2 separate regions of the Rattus norvegicus genome follow, and region 1 is linked to region 2. The links are chromatin contacts, called in public Hi-C maps. All regions are on one chromosome and are shown on one strand. The core of a region is the stretch at or near the end of the contact, and the rest is flanking DNA. Distances in the headings are between cores, read along the strand shown.

Region 1 (6,369 bases), core at 2,494-4,993, 170 kb after region 2:
AGAATTACTTATGCTACAGAGGGCCGTAATGGGCAGTTTTGATGTGACATCACAGCGGTGCCAGCCAGCTGCCACAAACCTGTCGCCTGCTTTAGACTTGGACTCATCTCATTTCTGAGAGCAGACACAGCTTGGAGAACAGCGGGGCTTTGCTTTGCTGCTACTGAGAGTCAATGGTGGCAGTGGCTGGGCTCACAGGGGCCTCAGGCAGGATGCCGAGGTTCTGCCCGTGCCTGAGGAAAATGAGTTCTTACTCCTCTTGCAGGTGGCAGGCTAAGGGTTGTCAACGTGGAGAGCTCCTTCTCTCTTTTCAAGTACTGAGAGTAATCTTTCTTAGGAAGAACCATGCTAAGAAACGCCTTCACTGCAAGAACGAGTGTTAGCAGACAAGGATCTCCAGTTAACCTGGTGTAGCCCGTTGTTATACTGAATGCAAATTAGGAATAAAAACAGAGTGTGGAGGGGGAGGGGAGGGGGCAGGGCTGAGAGGACAGCACGGACTCGTGCCAGCCTGAGCCTGAAGGAAGCCTTTCCGCACCCAATCCGATCATGCAACGAAACTGGTTTAGTGGTTTTGGCTATAATTAGTCACATTAATTAATGCTAAAAAACAATGTTAACAGTATATTATTTTCATCTAGTTAAATAAAGGATTATACACATTTGCGTAAATTACACAGCATTAAACATTTAAATAACTTGAAATGAAGCCATTACTGTCATTCAAACAAGTTTCCACAGCTAAAGGCTGAATGTTAAGTATGAACTGATTCGGTATTACAAGAATATAAATCCTTTATCTTTTTGGTGAGAAAGAAAAATGAGATTTGAGGACTTCTCGCTTGGTTTGCAGTGACACAGCGCCCTCGAGTGGCCAAGTGTTCAAAATGCAAGTCTAAGAGGCCAATGTTCCAGTCTTTCCATATTGAACAAAGGGAGTAACAGGAGCTCTGGCATTTTTTTAACACGAGTGGTTATCTCATCATGCATTTTCAATGGCACAATATCTTCCCCCTGTTATTTTTCCCCCACCAAACTTAAACCTCTTTATTCCAATACCATTCGTTCCAAGACAAACTCTGGAGGACAGAGACAGAGACAGAAACAGAGACAGAGCCTCACATGGCTTCAATGCTTCAGGATAAGCGAGTGGATCCCTACAGTCCCAGGACAGAAGCTGGCCATCTGCACTAGAAGGTGATGACTAATTCCTAAATGTTCAAATTTAAACAAAATCATAGGAATCATGGGACGCTAGTCTGTTCTCCAACATGAGACGCATTGCAAGAGCAAGCTAGGATCATAAAGTATCTGGCACTCTTTTTTCTATGTGTGAACAGTTTTCTAGATCCAAATAGTTTTCCTGAGATGGCAGGAAGCAGCTCCCTCAGGCTGATACCCCGCCCCCCAAACATTGATCTCCCTAGTCTAAGGACCATACTTCCATTCACAACAGGAACCAAAATGAACCAGTTCGTTATAACATTCCTGGTTTTCTACTCAATAAAAAACCATAAGGCATGAAAACACTGCCTCAAATCATAAATCAAACAGTTACTGAGTAGAATGAGCTTAGTTACTTTCAAGAGAGTAATACAAATTAATGATTTTCCCCCTTTCACTTATGCAAAGAATATACAGCTTTGAACATGTTGGAAACCGTCACTCCTGTCACGGGAACCAAGCACACGGCGCTCCAGTGACTGCACCAGCTCAGGTCCACATGCAGCCCCCACTCCGAGACTAGCAGAGTGTCTTCATCTATGTACAGGTTAACAATGGGCTCCCATCTCATGGAGACGCTCTCACGATATAAGGGCTACATCTGGCCTCAAATATACAAAGAACATCTTCAAAGATGTCAGTCGTCTTCCCTGGCCCCTCTCACCACTGAAAATTGCAAAGACCCATTCTCACAGGGAGAAGGACTTGAGGTGGAGTTGGCGGACCGGGAAACACTCAGGAGAACCAAAGAACCTTCTTACATCGGTTTTCTGTACAAGTCCAGCCCTTTACTGTTACACACTGCAAGAACCAGAGCGGTGTGTCTGTCTGTCTGTATGTCTACATCACTCGGCATGTGCAGAAGGGCCGCTGGCATGGGTGTCAGAGTGAGGCTGGCACACGGGGCCTCACTGACCTTGCAGGTACATCTGGAAAGTAAGGACACCGGAGAGGAGGAACAGTAGCGCAGTCCCATGGGATGTGCTCAGGAATAAAAATGCCTCACTTAAGCCATCTCAATTATGTTCCCTGCTTCTTCCTAGTTAAAGGTTTAAAGCGGGACGGCAGAAGATGGTAGGGAGTCAAACCTTTGAGGTGGGGAGGCTGGGCATGAGTGTGATCTGAAAGGACATTTTCTGAATGATACAGTACACAGAGTGCACAGAAATGGAGCCTCTCCACCCTGTGTGACAATGACAACAAAGCAAGCAGCATGACGTGAAAGTGACCTACACCGGGCTCTGTCATGCTTGTGGCAGGCAAGCAACCTCACACCGACGGACCGACCTCCCGGGATGTAGGATGAAAGACAGCCTCCACAACTGCTGTTGCTTTGATCCTTTCTTTTTAATTAATATCTTAGATAACAGTAAGGTGATATAAGATTTCCAAGTTTACCAAAGAGTCTAAGTTTTAAAATACAGGAAGCATGTTTTTGCTTTGTAACTGAAAACAGGCTTGAGAGAAATGAGAGAGTACCAGGAGAAGGGACTCGTGGGACAACTTTTAAAATTTGGGCTTACGGCTAATTGTCATGTCAATTAATATGCAAATGAATAAGGCTTCCAGCTTCTGCCACTTGCCAAGTTCTCTGATGACTTAGTGGCAACAGCCATCATGTGTCTCCTTGCTGAGGCAGTGTCCTAAACAATGTCCTAACCGCTTAGAGTGAATGCCACAACCCCAGACAGGTGAGATGGCCCAGAAGGCACACTGACAGACAGAAGGCTGTGTCTGTCTGTCTTTGTGTCTCTCCAGAGACCCATTCAGAGGACCAAAGCTACCAACCACCCCCAGTCAACACTGGGAAGTGCTTTATCCAAAAGGCAAATGTGTGAAACAGAAGTAGAGCCATCTAGCGAGCGCTGACAGATGGGTCTAGACGCAGAAGGTAAGGGACAGACCGGGCTTTGGTGACTGAATATTCATAGAATCTATAAAAGTCCAGTTCTTTCAGAATGCAGTCTGTTAGGAATGAATATGCAACTGCACCAAATAAAAACACTCCAAATGTACACAAGGAGGGAGTTTTCTCACCTCCAAGCGCTGTCACACACCGCGGCTGGATAACGGATTATCTGAAATTCATATTGACTTGTGGTTTATACTCTCTAAAGCAGGGCTCAAGGAGTTTTCCCCTCCTTCAAATTGCATTCCCTCTTGAAACATTTCACTCATCACACAAGGAAATACGCACTCCGTGGATGTTTCTTTAACTTAGTTTATTTCTTTTTATTAATTATGTGTGCTGGGTGGGGGGTGTCCAGTCGCCCATGAAAGCCAGAACTGCAGGGGTTTTGAGCCATTTATAACCAAACACCATGGGCACTGCAAAACAAACTGGCGCCTCACAAAGACTGGCTGATAGCTTTAGCGGCCAGGCCACCTCCTCGGCCTTTCAGGAGATGCCTCGTGGCTGTGCTGTTGGCACTAGCTAACTTTTCCTGGATCCCACACAGGGGACACTGGCAACAGTGTAAAATTCCCTCATTTAGCATGTGGAAAGAGAAAACAAGAGAGGGGAGTTGAAAGGGGAAAGTAAGGAGAGCAATCTGCAGACAGTACTCAGGGAGAGAGGATGGTTGATGAGGATGGCCAACCCTTGGCACCTCATCAGAGCCACTCACGGCAGAGGACCCCGGACACAGACTACTGAGCAACTGGGGCCCAGCTCTTCTCTCAGTTCCTGGCAGCACTGAAGACATAATTCAAGACCTAATTAAGCAAGCTTAGCTAGAGTCAAATGCACACAGCCAGCAGTGCAGCAACGGCCAGCTCTGCAGAGGAGTGGAGCAAGGGCATGCATGAGGCATGTGAGAACAGATGGGCTTAAGGCGAAGGTGCCCTTAGTCTCTCTCAGCACTTCTGTTGCAACCTGTTGCCTCGAGAGGAACACTATCACGTCACTTTGCCATTAACAAGCATCTCTAGCAAGACCAAAAATCGGGTAATTCCTGACAAATGGCCTGGGCCAGAAGGCTGATCATCTATACTATTAGCTTCCTGTGGGAGTCTGGCTGCCTGCAGCACAAGTCTTTGGTACCCATAGCCAGACTGCAGCCATCTTGGTCTTCCCACAGTGAGTCTTCTCCACACTTGCACAAGGTTATCAAGGACAAGCCATAACGTCAGAACCAGTCTGTCATCCACACTCCATATTCATGGGCAGAGGAACACTATAAATACTTCCAAACAGCAGACTGTACCAAGGAGCTGTACGGAGCATAAATAAATTGCTTCATTATTTAGAAGCAAAGATACTTCTCAAAGTTGTATGGTTCTCCCTTGATCTGTTCCATAGTACTAACCAACAACAAAAATACAGAAGCAGCAGCAATTCGTAAGAACTGGACAGGACCGTCCATTTTAAATGCCTCGGCCAAGAAGAACCCTGCACCCTTCCACTCACAGCCCAAATGCAACAGTAACAGAAAGACGGTATCAGAGAGAGAGCTGATGTCAACTGCGGCCATGCACACATTCCAATTGGAAAAAATAGTTCTTCTCAAACCAGTAAGCCGACAGCAGCACTCCTCACAAGCTTCACTTTACATAGTAAGTACACATGTGTCACTTTGACCTTGGCCATGTCTGCTGTTGACACTGGGCCCATTCTAGGTTCCACGGTGATTTTTCTTGCAAAATTACACACAAAACGAATGGGATCCATGGGTATAAATTCCACAAAACAAAAATCTGTACACTGAATGAAGTTAAATTCTCACGTATTTTTAACCATACCAAATCATATAGCACTTTTAAAGACACACACAGTAACAAATGACGCAGCGTCTCCGGGGTCTTTGGTGACGGCCTCTGCCAAGCCTGCCTTCTGTCAGCACTCTCTAGTTTTACTAGGTGAACACTACTTGGGCAACAGACAACAGAGCAGAGGAAAACACTATTAACAAATTAAGTACTCTTGTCTCCCGCTCTTCAGAGGAGTGTGCCAAGCCCTGCCCATTCGTCCCTGCAGGTTCCCAGCCTCGGAAGCGCAGTGCCCAGGGACCGCCTGCTCTGCACTCAGCACACAAGTCACTCTGACTGTGATCATATGCATTTATCTTTATTTTTAAAATCCTCCCATTGTTGCCAATGGCACTCGAGCGTTATTATTACTAATCCAGCTATTCCTAATAATAGTGTTTAAGGAACTGTCATCTCGGGAACGGTACAGACAATAGCTAATTAATTGCCAAGCATTTAATGTAACAGAATTCTAATCTCCAACCTCTGGAGCAGGGTATTTATTTGTTATTATGGCAAAAACTTTTGTTGGAATTGCTTATTTATGCAATATATCTTCTCTATCACCTCAATTCTAATTTTTATATCTGCTTTGTAAGTAAAATAAACCATCACATGCACAAAGACACAGACAGTGCACTTCACACACAGTAATGAATCTCTCGCGACTGCCTTTATTCACACTACAATAGATTCTATATTACAATGCGGGAAAACAAAACAAAACGCCATAGATTATTTCCCTTGTTTGCGAGACATGCTCCCCGGGTTTTGATAGGAACGAGAACTTGAAGATGCAGCATGCTATGTCTTAGTGTGCAAGCAAACAGGATATTCTGTTGACATCTTGTTCCTGCTATCACACAACCAGGTAGGTTCCAAATCAGGTGTCAGGGAAGCCACGGAAGCTTCCTGTGGAAATGTCGCCCTCCTCTTCAGAGGCCTCATCCTTACTCTGCCAACAGCTGAGCTGAACACGGTGCTGACAATTTCTTAACTTGCAATAGTCATTTGAAATCAATATTTAAAAGGTATAAACAAGACCACTTTTGTCTGCAAATCTCCTCACACATATAACACCATCCTTTCAATATGACAATGCAAATGGTCTGAATCCACCAAAAAGAGAAAGGTGTCAGAGATGGGAGATAGAATCCCTTTCTCCTGCCTTTAATGAGGTCTCCAGAGCCAAAGGCAAACCAGTAACAAATGGTACCTTCCACATACTGGGGGTGGGGTGGGGGAAGGCTTGTCATCTGAAATTAATTGAACTTAGCCATGCCAAGAAAACACTGGTAATAAACCCTCCCCATCTAAATTAAGGGTTTATACCATGAAAAAAATTTATGGCAGTAATTTCATCTGGGTTTTTCAAGAAGTGCTTGCTGATTTTCTTGT
Region 2 (6,799 bases), core at 3,604-6,103:
GTTCTGCCTTGCTGGAGGAAGTTCGCCTTGGAGGAGTATTAGAACCAATACTTTGAAAGTATTAGAACCTTGCCAAACGTCTGCTTCATTTTTTTCTCTTTTTTTTTCTTTTCTTTTTTTTTTCGGAGCTGGGGACCGAACCCAGGACCTTGCGCTTGCTAGGCAATTGCTCTACCACTGAGCTAAATCCCCAACCCTCTTCTGCTTCATTTTTGATGTGACTATTTCTGCCACACTCTCTGACATAACTGACTTGATCCTCTGGATCGGAAAGTTAAAGAAACTCTGCCTTTTGTTTTGTTTTTAAACTTTATTATATTATTATTATTAATTTCTTCAGATTTATTTATACCTGAGAAGAGGGCATCAGATCCCGTTACAGATGGCTGTGAGCCACCATGTGGTTGCTGGGAACTCAGGACCTCTGGAAGAGCAGTCAGTGCTCTTAACCGCTGGGCCATCTCTCCAGTCCTGGAGCTCTGCCTTGTTTAAGTCACCTTGGCCCAGGCCACAGTGACGTGAAAGTAACTAATACAAAGGCCCTGAGCTAAGTATGTGCCAAGGAAAATTCCAGAAAGTGAGAAGCAGAGAAATACTGTTTACTGTAGAACATTTGTCTGAAAACCTTCAAGCAAAAGCCATAGAACACAGCTCGGTCTCTGTTCCTGGGAGGGGCGTGCGTTATCCTTCAAACCTCACATGGATTACTAATTCTTAGCCCAGTACACAGTCTCGTACTGCAGAGCTATGAGAGAATGCTGCCTCATGGCTAGCAGTTCCTGAGCCAAGTCTGACCTTAAACATACTTTGTTACCTGTGTGGTAACATGGGTCTGCCGTCACCGCTTAGTGGTGAGGGCAGGGAGAAAGAGGCAGAAGGCAGCAGAAGAGGGAAAGCAGAGCCGTTGTACGTAGGTGGAAACTCAGAGTCCCAGAAGTGGTTCTACTCAGCCGCAGCCTCCCTGAGCCCTCCAGACGCCTAGTCTGACCAGCCTCATCCTTGGACATGAGCCGAGGGGCCTGACCACAGCCGTCCTTCACTGCGGATGGTTGTGGGATCAGCACGAACACGATTCAGGAGGAAAAGCAGAGGGATCTGAACGCTGCAGCTCTAGTGTTTCCCATGGCTGTACAGCTTATTTTCGAATCCCCGAAGTCAGAAAAGTCACTGGAACCTTATGCAACACTGGATCTATCCACGGAGTTAGAGAAGCAGACTAGTGGGGGTGGGACAGTCAGTGTCCAGACCTTTGAAAGTCTCCTATTTACTGTTTGATTCCAGGGTAAGTGGACACGACTTACGTCTCAGACAGACGTGACCTTGACTAGCCTGGAACTCACTATGTAGCTCAGGCTTCTTCCACCTCCCAGCGATCCTCCTGCCCCAGCCCGCTCAGTGCTGGGGTTGTAGGTGTGTACTGTTATACTGGGACGGGCCTGTTTCTATAAACCCCAGGCTTAAACACCGACAGTGATTTTTATTTACTACTTTTTTCTGTCTGGTTCTGGGTTTGAACCTGGAGCCTGTGCATGATGGACGGACACTCCACCACCGAGCCATGCCCTCAGCCCCGCTCTCCTCTGATCAGCCAAAGTTCTCTGGGATCCTGCCTGCCTCCTGAACTTTATGATGTGCATGATTTATCACTGTGCTGGCAAAACACAGGGCCCAGTTACAGAAAACCTGATTAAATATTTGAAACAGAAACACAGTTGTTCTTAAGAAGTAAATTTCATGAATAAGAAATCAAACACATACAATCAGCAATGCCTCTCATTCTGGATCAGAACAGTGCAGGAAGCAGACAGCTTTTTAAATTTATACAACAGTTTTGAAACTGAGACTAATATAAAACACAATTATTGTAGTGCTGCTGCTTTAGACACAGCCAGAAGTGGTGGCCTCAAAGGACAGCTTTTAAAAATGAATGTTGCTGGGCATGGTGTCCTGTGCCTGTAATCCTAGCGCTTTGGAGGCAGAGGCAACAAGATGGAGAGCTGGGGGCCAGCCTGGACTATACACTGAGAAGAGAATAAATAAAACCAAATGGAAGGCTGGTGCACAGCTCAGTGGCAGGAAGCTCACTGAAGGTCCTGGGCTCAATCCTTGGCTTCAAAGGAAGAGCCCCTCGCTGTTTTTATATATTTTAAATGGGCAGACTACGTCTCAAAGCTCCTTTTAAACACTAGAAAGCAACAGACCACATGGAACACGGGGTTTGTAGACACCCCAAAGCATGCTGGGGCCAGCACAAGGCATGGCTGGATGAGCCGTCCCATAACCATGGCTCTTAGTTCCTTAGCCAGCAAAGCTAGGGTTAAGCCTTGTGCAGGTGTCCCAGGCAGGGGCCATAAGGGCTCTGAGCAGGTCTAAGGCTCTTCCATAGGAGAAGGGGAAGCTTGTGTGGGAGGCTCCAGATATTTTTATGTCTTTGCCCTTTTCCTTTCTTGTAATTATAGCTGAAACAATTGCCTTGTTTCTTTGGGGCAAAAATACAAGTGGAAAAGAAAAAAAAAATGTTGCTTCGTTCATTGAATTGTAGGCTCTTACCCCTGCTTATTAAATAAAGGATGCAAACAGAATCAAAACCAAACAAAAGTAAATTGAAAGAAAATTTACATCTTTCTCTGTTATTTTCAGCCAAACAAAACTCAAATAGAAGCTTCGTGGAGTAAGTGAGTGTGTTAGCAATTAACATAAACACCTCCCAATGACAGTGAGCATGGCTTGCACCAAGAACTCTTGGAGGGAGAGGAGGGGGGACAGGCTCAGCAGTTAAGAGCATTGGCACTCTCCCTGAGGATCTGGGTTCTATTCCCAACACCCACATTGTGGCTCACAGCAGCTGTAACTCCAGTTCCAGGAGATCCCACACCTTCTTCTGGGCTGCACGGGTACCGGGCACACATGTGGTATACAGACATGTATGCAGGCAAAACACCCACATATTAAACATAAAAAGAGCTACTGGGAGGCATGGCAAGCAGGAGAAATGGCCATTCCTGAACAATAAACTGAGGAAACAGGCCATCCTGAGGGGTGCTGGATCACAGGAGTCACAGTGCAAGACCACCAATGTCATCGCTGAGGGACGCAGGTTCAGAAGGGAGAAAGACAATCCCTCCCATGAGGACTCAAGGGCAAGCTAGGAAAGAAGGCCCTGGGAGACGCAAGCACACAGTTTGCATTTATCTAGTAACTGATCCCTCTCATGCTGAACCCGATCCATCAGGAAAGAGGCAGCATAGCAGAAAGACTCCTCAGCAGGAGTGAAGCCCCAAGTGTCCTGGAGGGGGGAGATGAAAGGCTGCTAGGCACAGGCAGCCCTCTCGCCACTTCTATGGTGTGGAGTGCAGGCGGCAGAGGGTCAGGCAAGAGGAACAGGCACAAGGCCTTCTTGGTCTGAGGAGTTCATTTCTTACCTAGTTATGAGAACACTTTTAGCAAGTACCTCTGTGGCTATGCTTTTACAAGGGGCTAAGCCTAACACATACAAGACAGCAAGGCAGGGGAGGCCTGGGAAAGCACAATGTGATGCTGAGAGCTGCTAAGACACCGAAACATTAAAAACATGGAACACTTGAGCTGCCAGAGGGAAAAGTGGTTTTGACTAAAGGTACCTGAGAAACGTGAAGGCTTCCAAAGGCAGACGAACTGATCTGGGCTTTTAGGGCTGAGGTGAAGTAGCTGTGACTTTTTGTGACTTTCAGAGCAGCTGAAGTCACTCAAGACTCAAAAGCTGCACTGAAGCAATCCCATCAACTGAATCTGCAGAGATGTCCGTCCGTTTCCTGAAAGTTCTTCCATCAGCCCTGCCACATTTCTAGGACACTGTGAGGCCTACACTGGGGGAGCAGTGGGCAGCAAGCAGACCAGGACATGGTGGGGTCCCCAGAATCCAGAGCTAATGCACGGTACTCATTTAATCTTTGAGAGCAAACTAAGACCGAATGGGCACTTTAGAGGAGTTAACCAACAACTCCAGATAATTAACAAAGCATGTGTTTGTGCATGAAATTTGGGAGGGGGCGTCAAAGGTGGTTAAATTGTCTATAAAAATGTCTTCTTGATGGGCTAATCTTTGACAAGTAAAAGATTCTTCACATTATCTAGCTGTGTATGTGATGACTAGCTGTCAAGTTCCCCTGTGACTCAAGAGAGATAAATGGCTGACATGTGAGGTAAATCACACACATAAACACTTTTTTTTTTTTTGGCATTTAACCTTTCTTGCGTTTCCACCAGAGAACGTCTGAGTTGCACCCCTCTTCTGTTTTTCACATGCAACTTAGTTGCCATAGTAATTCACTTTGCTCTAGAAATTTCTCTACCCTGGAAGACGCTAGTGTCTATTTACTGTGCCCCCACGCTCTGTGCTGCCAGGCTCCAGGGTTTCTGGCCTTTGCATGTTCACACGGTTCACGCTCCAGCATCTGTTGGAACCCCAGATCTAATTCTTACTCTAGGATTTTTCTGGAACTCACAGTGCTGAGGTCTGTGGGTGATGAGGCGACGTCAGCGTGATGCAGATGGGCTCGGGGAGAAACAACACTTAGTCAATAAATCACAGACCAGCAAGACAAGGAAGAATTTCTCAGTTCGGGGCTATGACAGACGATGCTCAGCCTGACTGATAGGAAGCAAATTTTGTAAAATATCTTTCCAATTTCAACTAGAATTATAGGCAATCTTAATCTGAAGCCGAGGAGTCATATATCTGGATGCTAGCTGTATTCTTCAGACTATAAAAAGGAAATTTCTAGCTCTTGAGGTTGCAAAGAAGGCTGTCTTAATGTAAATGGATGTGCTGCTGCCCCAGCGGCGCTCAGACAGGATGAAATGGAAACAGAACTAGATGAGGCGGCAGGCGGCCTTCCCGGTGCTGATGCGGGTGCTGATGCCTGCGCCCTCCTCCCGAGCATCTTCTCGGTCATCTGCAGGGCCAGGCCTTTCGCAGTTTCCTCACATACACTTAGGTCAACCACACTGAACAAATATGATGTCACATTTAGGTGACAGACAGAACTCCCTTTAGTTGCAGTAACACAAGAGCGTTGTCAGTGCCGTCAACGAGTCATGGAGCACACCCAGTGCTGTACCCAGAGCTAGAGACCAAGTCTGTCACAGCACTGAAGAAAACGTATATTAAAAAATCCCATTTTCAATTTGAGATTTTCTGTGATCCTCTATTTTCATACCTCCATACATAGAAAATATTTAAATAATTATAGACTGTTATTTGAGCCAAACGTCAATTTCTCTACCCGCCCTTATCGAATAAAACCTGCATTTAGAGGCATTAATAAGAGATAAAGTGTAATGGCCTCTGACTCCTCCTTTTCTCTTCTGTGCCGCTCCCTTAGGACACAGAGGATGAAGAATGCTCTGCCAGGGTGGTGAGTGGCAAAAAGGAGGAAAATATCAAAGGGGGTCTCGGGGCCCACCGCCTGAAGAGGTGGCCTCTGGGGGGCAGAACTGTCCAACAATGGAAGGGCAGTGAACCAGTATGGATCCAACTGTTGAGGGAAAGGAAAACAGGATCCAAGGAGGCCACAGCCACACGAGCGAGCCTTTCTTTCCACGCTTCCTTTTTCCTTCGCTACTGTTTTCACCCGTGTGCAATCACTGCGGGCACAAACCGCGCTTCAGTCGTCCTGTGCTAGATTATCTCGTACAGGGGGCAGACCTGTGCGTGGGGTTTTTCCCCCACTGAAAAATAAAGAGAGCTTCATCACAGACTGAAGAGGTGATGACAACCCACCAAGAATACCCTCTAGGGCTGGAGAGATGGCTCAGTGGTTAGGAGCATGGGCTGCTCTTCCAGAGGTCCTGAGTTCAATTCCCAGCAACCACATGGTGGCTCACAACCATCTGTAAAGAGATCTGATGCCCTCTTCTGGTGTGACTGAAGACAGCTACAGTGTGCTCACTCACATACATAAAATAAATAAATTAAAATAACAAAGTGTATCCTCTGAGCTACCGCCTTCAGTCTTAACCGTGTCACATATGTATACACGTATATATTCCAACTGAGGACTCAGTGTTCTGGTGTCATTAACTCCTTAACCTGGGCTTATTCAGCTCCATCTATTGACACAAGACCTCCTTAGGCAGCCTATTTACTTACAGTTAAGTTTGTTATTTAAAGCACCAAGGGCATTTTACTTACACTACTCCATGTACATATCAATTACAAAACAGTTCTTTCCAAGCTAGTGTAAAACAGCTAATTTAGCTGATTCTCTTACTTTTAGGGTTCCAGTAGAGCCTGTCATCCGTTAGCTGGAGAAGCAGGCGGGCGGGTGTTCAGTGAGCTCAGTGCAGAATGTTCTCGGTTTCCCTCCCAGACCTGAGGACACTTTACACGGTCTCTCGATCGGCAAGCACCCAGATATCAGTCTTAAACTGGGTGAAGAGGACTATAAACTAAGGCACCACAGATCTGCTTGGTTGTTATGACTCTAGCCTGGGCTTGTATGTGATCAGGTCTCTGAAGATTTCCTGTTATTCAAATTTTAATGTTTTTAAAATGGCATGGAAATGATATAATTACTGCTCCATTACCTACTTTTAGGGCATATTCCAGGTGACTTCTCTTCCCCTAAAAGAAAGACTGGAAGCAAGGCCTTGGGGGGCGGTCTACCAGGCAACCCCTGGGAGCTGAAGCAGGAGGCAGGGCAGAGAAGGCACCTCAGGGGCCGTGCTGTCAGCCTCCGGCTCTTCCTCCTCTCCCAGGACAGGCCTGGGATGGAAGCCCGGGGTGAGAAGGAGGGGGTTCGGGGACTGGTGCTGAGTG

Evidence for each region. Hi-C and Micro-C count contacts between places; a contact is called where the count stands out from the background.
Region 1: a Hi-C map of frontal cortex shows a contact between it and region 2, with 2.8 times the contacts expected there. The contact joins two enhancer-like sites. A contact is called at or near these places in 9 of 12 Hi-C or Micro-C datasets (the A7r5 cell line, the Rat2 cell line, Schwann cells and 5 more).

The regions. Positions count from the first base shown.
Region 1 is chr20:8,530,123-8,536,491 of GRCr8, forward strand. All of the region lies in intron 6 of Btbd9 (BTB domain containing 9), which reads right to left. Among named protein-coding and RNA genes, the nearest start is that of Btbd9, 110 kb to the right of the region's middle. Within about 2 kb of position 3,744, at least 4 of the 93 cell types and tissues checked have an H3K27ac peak or open chromatin away from gene starts, as enhancers often do.
Region 2 is chr20:8,362,383-8,369,181 of GRCr8, forward strand. All of the region lies in intron 8 of Btbd9 (BTB domain containing 9), which reads right to left. Among named protein-coding and RNA genes, the nearest start is that of Btbd9, 280 kb to the right of the region's middle. Within about 2 kb of position 4,854, at least 1 of the 93 cell types and tissues checked has an H3K27ac peak or open chromatin away from gene starts, as enhancers often do.